Linked DNA regions of Mus musculus: region 1 is linked to region 2. Evidence: chromatin contacts called from public promoter capture Hi-C data. All regions are on one chromosome and are shown on one strand. The core of a region is the stretch at or near the end of the contact, and the rest is flanking DNA. Distances in the headings are between cores, read along the strand shown.

Region 1 (2,700 bases), core at 190-2,689, 310 kb after region 2:
AGTGTCTACTGATTCAGAAAACAGAACAAGTCACGTTTAATGACACAAAATAGAATATTTTTATAATAGTTTAAAATATAAGAAGTGCAACATTATGCAAAGTTAATAAGCGAAATAATCTAAAAGGTTATCAAGGTTGGAAACTGCTATTATGGAAGGTAAAAACTCAGTGGATAAGTTAGAATGCAGAAACTTTTGATTTGTTAAAAATAATTAGTGCTAAATGTATACTTTAAGAGATTGTCCAAAATATACACTGTTTTTAAAAAAAGTGTCAGAAAGATTCACACACCACATAAAATCCAGCATAATTAGCAGACTTTCCAGAAAGGATACAAGAAATATAGAAGACGTAATATTTGCAAAAATTAACTACAAGTTTTCATGTTTGAAGAAACTCATAAATATTCATGTACAAAATGCAGGGATAGTGATGAGAGAAACCGAATACATATTAGTCAGCCTTGCATTACATTTCATTTGAAATACCCAAGGTGGATAACCTTTATTTAAAAAAAATTATTCAGCTTGTAGTTTTGAAATCTTAAAGGTGGAAATAGCACATTGCAGGCTGGGATGAGGGGCCTGATTTGGCTCTGTCACTTCATTGGAGAGGTCAGTGTTGGGAATGCAAGTAACAGGTGATGATTGCCAGTAAGACCTAAAGCCTGAAGAAGACCAGGGTCCCATGGTCTCTACTCAGGGCAAGTCTTCAATTGACCTTATAACCTCCCAGCCAACCCTTTATCTTGAAGATTCCAGCTCCTATACCTGAAGTGAGAATCATGAATCCAACAGGTGAATATTTGGGATGAAGTATGGTGAAGTCCTACCTGCATACACTGCAGTAAATGAGAGGATGCCAAGAATAGGAAAAATATTAAGCATGCTAGCAAGGGAAGGAAATATAGCAATTAAAAGCAAACTTTCATAAAGAAATTTGGGTCTTAGAAAGAAATGAATCGCATGTGTATGTTTATAAATACATTAAAGGAACGAAACCAGGCACAGAAAGGCAAGGATCACACTCAGTCTACTCAGTACGGGATCTTAGGTTAGTTTCATAGAAGGTCAAGGAGAGTAACACGGACGTCATGAGAGTCTGGATATTTCAATATTGCTTCGATATGTTTAAAACAAGAAAGAGAAAAAAAATGAAGCTACTTGAATAAGTCTGCTATACTTTAAATATGGAATGTCCCCAGTGGGCTCATGGTTTGAATGTCTCTTCCCTAGACTCTGGTGCGATTTCTTTAGGTTGCAGAAACTTTGGGAGATAGCTGCCAAGGTAGAGGAAAGACGTCATTGTGTCTGGGCCTTTGAAGGTTTTGGGAAGAATTTTCTCTGTTTCCTATCTGAGCTGAAGCAGAGGATTTCCTCCACCACACCCTCTGCCAGTGTGAAGATCTATTCAAAGGCTTGGGGTCAAGAGTCCATGGGCTGTTCCTTCTGTAACCGTCAGCAAAATAAATAGTTCTTGTTAGTGGTTCTCAGATATTTAGTGGCAGAGGCTAAAAGGTAATGGGAAATGAGCCAGTGAGCAGTGACTGGGTTGAGGTCCAGCCTGGGAGGTCAGGAATCTTTGATTGGTGGAAAACATTTTCCATCATTTTAAAGAGTTCCCTTGGATTATTAGATATAGTAATTGTGTCGTGCATTGGGAGTGCTAGAGACTTGCTTATGGCATCAAAATGGGGCCCGAGGCAACGTTCAGGAAAGAATCATTAAAAGTAGCTTCATTTACTGGTGATGGTTTCAAAATAGAAAAGGGCCAATAAATCACTGTCTTTGGACAAAGAATAGAGTATGTGACTCATTGATTAAGCTGGAAATTTTACATGCATGCAAACTTGCATGCACATACATGTCCGTGCGCACAGACACAAATTATAAAACTTACTTGTATATATCAAAGATATAGTCACAAATATACCAAATGTATAAACATCCATTTATAAATGCAGAACTGTTTTAAATCTATTCTACTAAATACTTTGATGTTAAAAATAATTTATTTTCAATGATTTGATGAGATGTTGGAGAGCTTCTTCAAAAAGAAACATTGGATTTTTACTAACGTTTTAAACAGCAAAATGCATGGCAAGGGGCAACAGTTAGAGTGGAGTGGACCAGTGAACACAGAAATGTGAAGAGAACATCAGATGAGGTAGGCTCACATTTGAGCTTTCACCCACCTGCTCTAATATTATTAGCTCATGGTGAAATTATTAGTTATACCAAGAATGAAATCAATGTGTAGGTGAAGAAATGTGTGAGTGAATTCGAGGTGAAAAATCATCATTGTGTGTGTTCATGTGTGTGTGTGTGTGTTTGTATATGTTCATATGTGTGTTCATGTGTGTGCATGTGTGTGTGCCTGTAGTATAAGTGTTCAGGTGTGTGTGCCTTTGGTATATGTGTTCATGTATGTACGTGTGTGATATATGTGTGGGTTGTATTGCGTGTATGTATGTGTTCATGTGTGTGTGTGTGTTGGTGTAGGTTGTGGTGTGTGTGTGTGTATGTTCATGTGTGTTGATGTGTGTGTGTGTATCTATGGTATATGTATTCATGTGTGTATGTGTGTATTGTGTGGTGCCTTGTGGATTGTGTATGTGTGTGGTGTCTGAGTTGTTTTGTTTGCAGGTATGTGTTCGTGTGTGTATGTTTGTGGTGTCTGTGTAGGTTGTGTTGTGTGTA
Region 2 (2,700 bases), core at 100-2,599:
TGGTTAGATTCCCAGTGCTGAGACCAGTTCTTGGTGCCGACATTGGTTAAACTAAGTGGACTGAGCCAATAGGAAAAGACAGCTTTTATCTACATCGTGTTAATACACAGGAGGGGAACACGGGCATTAGTTCCTGTGTGAGCTGCAAGCTACCAGCGATGGATAAACATGATGATTTTCTGAATGACATTTTGGGTCTTTGTGGAATTTCAAGTGGAGTAGTTGTGTCTTCATTAAGAAGGGAAGGAAGCAATTGACTCATCCATTACTCAACATCAATGGAATCTTAGGGCAAAAGTCTTGGAACTGCAAGCAATATAAACTTTTCCAATTTTCCCCTATTCATAGAAATGAGATTTCACTGTAACATTATCGTCATGCCCTTAAGTGAAGAAGTGATATTGTGTATGTTTGCCTAGAGTTGCTTAAAACTTTCATATTGCGTATGCTTTGTTAAAAAGAGACATTTATGGATATTTCTTCCTTTTAATCACTACATCATGGACAAATGAAATCCACTAATGTTCATCGATGGCCAGATCACCTGGAACAATGCTTAGAAGAGATGCCTTACTTTTTGGAACCTCCACCTTTGCTTTTGGCCGTCTCCCCCTCTGCATGCAGTCAGGGAAACATGACAACAATTTAATCCACGCTAGTGAGTGGAGACCGGTGAGATCATCTGATGCGATCTGAGCCAAAATCTTCTTATTCACGAAGAAATACACTGTGGTGTTTCTCATGGCAGGCCCAATATGAACAAGGCATACTTCACACATCAGGTTAATAAAGAGTCACAAGAAACCTAAGTAGGTGAGTGGGTGTCAGGCATCCTGCTAGAGACAGCCCCCTGAGTGGTTTTACAGGACCCTCTGCCCCATGATTCAAGGCCTAGGCTAAATGAACACAGTTTCACTGAGAAAGTCAAGCCATGTGGGGCAGAAGTAGTCACATGTCCAGTAGAGCACCAATCTGGTGCATGCCAAGTGTCTCTGTCTCTCCCTCCCTCCCTCCCTCCCTTCTTCTCTCTGTCTCTCTCTCCCTCTCTCCCTCCCCCCTTGCTCTCTCCCTCCCTGCCCCTTGTGCACTTTGCCCCGGATCAGTAATATTTAGTTGAAGTATCAGTAGAAGGATAAAACTAATCAGGTGTAATTTAGCGCTGCCACAAACAGCTCCCCTTTAGATCACAGTGCCTGCCCTGGAGACCACTGCCTTGGTGCCAGAGCCTGGCTGAATACCGCCTCTTCTGCTTCCCTAGCTTGACCACACCCCCCATTTCAGGAGGCAGCTCTATTAGGAGTATTATGGTCTCTGCATCCTCTTTAGCCCGGGAGCCAAGGATTCCCCGCAGGTAGTAGCTGGAAAGAGCCGCAGACCTTCGGTGAAGCTCACTCCATTCCTCACCCGTCTCTGCAGCAAATTAGTAAGTGAGAGCTGAGTTTCTGTCGGAAACTTTCTTTTCACTTTTCCTCCCACCACCCCCAAATTTTACGAATTAAAGGGTAAATTGTGAAACTTTCAGGATGCAGCTGTTTCTCTTCTTTTTTTTTCCGTCTTTGCCTTTTCACATATCCCATTGTTTAACAATATTTTTGAAAACTATTTCCTGCTCTCATTAGATAAGCTTAAACATCAAGACTCTTGTCACCTTCCACCTCCCCCCCCCCCCAGCACACATTGTTGATCCTTGCAAATGGCATATCACAATTCTGAATACCCCTTGCAAACCCTTTAAATAAAACTGTAGTTTTGCTTAGAAAATTTCTTTCTTATTTTTTTTTCATTCTTAGTGAAGTCTACTATCTGCTCTGCCCCACCTCTTACCAGCAACTTAATGAACTGCTTTCGTAGAGGGGAAATTGCTACTGGCCAAGACCTTCTGAAAAGCCAGCCTATCACTTCTTCTACTTCGAGACTTAAGTCATACAAGAGCTCACCAATTCTTTGTCAGGCTCTGTGGGTCATTGGTTGTGGGGGTGTCTCCAGGTCCGAGGGACTTTCTTCCCCCAAACTGTACTGCTATCCCGGGGGAGGCTGGAGTTGGGACTGCAATTCCCCTTTGCAAGGGATGGAGGCTTCTTGTTACTGTAAGGTTGTCTTCTATCACCTTTCAAAGTTGACTTTTCTGTGAGTGAACTGTGCAAAGATGCTGGGTGGCAAGATCATGACATTCCATTGTAAGGTTCCCTTCTGGGTTTTTTCTTTTTTCTTTTTTTTTTTTTTTTCTTCTCTTCTCTCATCCCGAAGCCCTTTTCCTTCCTACTTTGTATCGCTGCATGGAACTGGGTGGGAAACAACAGGAAATCCAGATCCTGAAATGTACCTCTGGCCACTTTGTTTGATTTGTAAAATTACCCGACACTTTAACTCTTTCATCAGCTGGGGTCTGGATTACCTCACCGCCTTTTTTATCTAGCAAGAAAGACTTTGGTTTGGCAGGCTCGGTCCTCGTGGGGCAGCTGGTGGCCTCTATGGCTCTGATTTACCTGCGGTTCCAGAACCCAGGCCAGAGAGCTGTAAGGGGTTAATTCGTGAGAAGTGCTTTGAAGATGAAAAGGTCTTTTCATGTGTCCAGGCATTGTAGTTATTAATATTAATATTTGAAGCACACTGCTTTAATTGTAAATCGACAACTTCTATACTTAGCCATCAGTAGTGCAATAACAAACAGCAGGCACCAGCCCACCAGACTCTTCTGTT

The links. Promoter capture Hi-C pulls out the DNA fragments that hold promoters and counts their contacts.
Region 1: a promoter capture Hi-C map of liver shows a contact between it and region 2, with 6 times the contacts expected there. The contact joins the enhancer-like site here to the promoter of Ets1 in region 2. A contact is called at or near these places in 15 of 39 promoter capture datasets (the 3T3-L1 cell line, 3T3-L1-derived adipocytes, the C10 cell line and 11 more), 4 of 484 Hi-C or Micro-C datasets (liver and uterus), 15 of 115 datasets of contacts at active chromatin or transcription factors (bone marrow-derived macrophages, cardiomyocytes, craniofacial prominence and 12 more) and 2 of 9 other capture datasets (adipose tissue and embryonic stem cells).

The regions. Positions count from the first base shown.
Region 1 is chr9:32,947,817-32,950,516 of GRCm38.p6, forward strand. No RefSeq gene overlaps it. Among named protein-coding and RNA genes, the nearest start is that of Gm27162, 20 kb to the left of the region's middle. Within about 2 kb of position 1,440, at least 4 of the 459 cell types and tissues checked have an H3K27ac peak or open chromatin away from gene starts, as enhancers often do. A contact at or near this core is called in liver, where this site is marked.
Region 2 is chr9:32,634,892-32,637,591 of GRCm38.p6, forward strand. It overlaps Ets1 (E26 avian leukemia oncogene 1, 5' domain), which reads left to right and starts at 1,350. Exons shown (of 10, transcript NM_001372534.1): 1 at 1,350-1,423.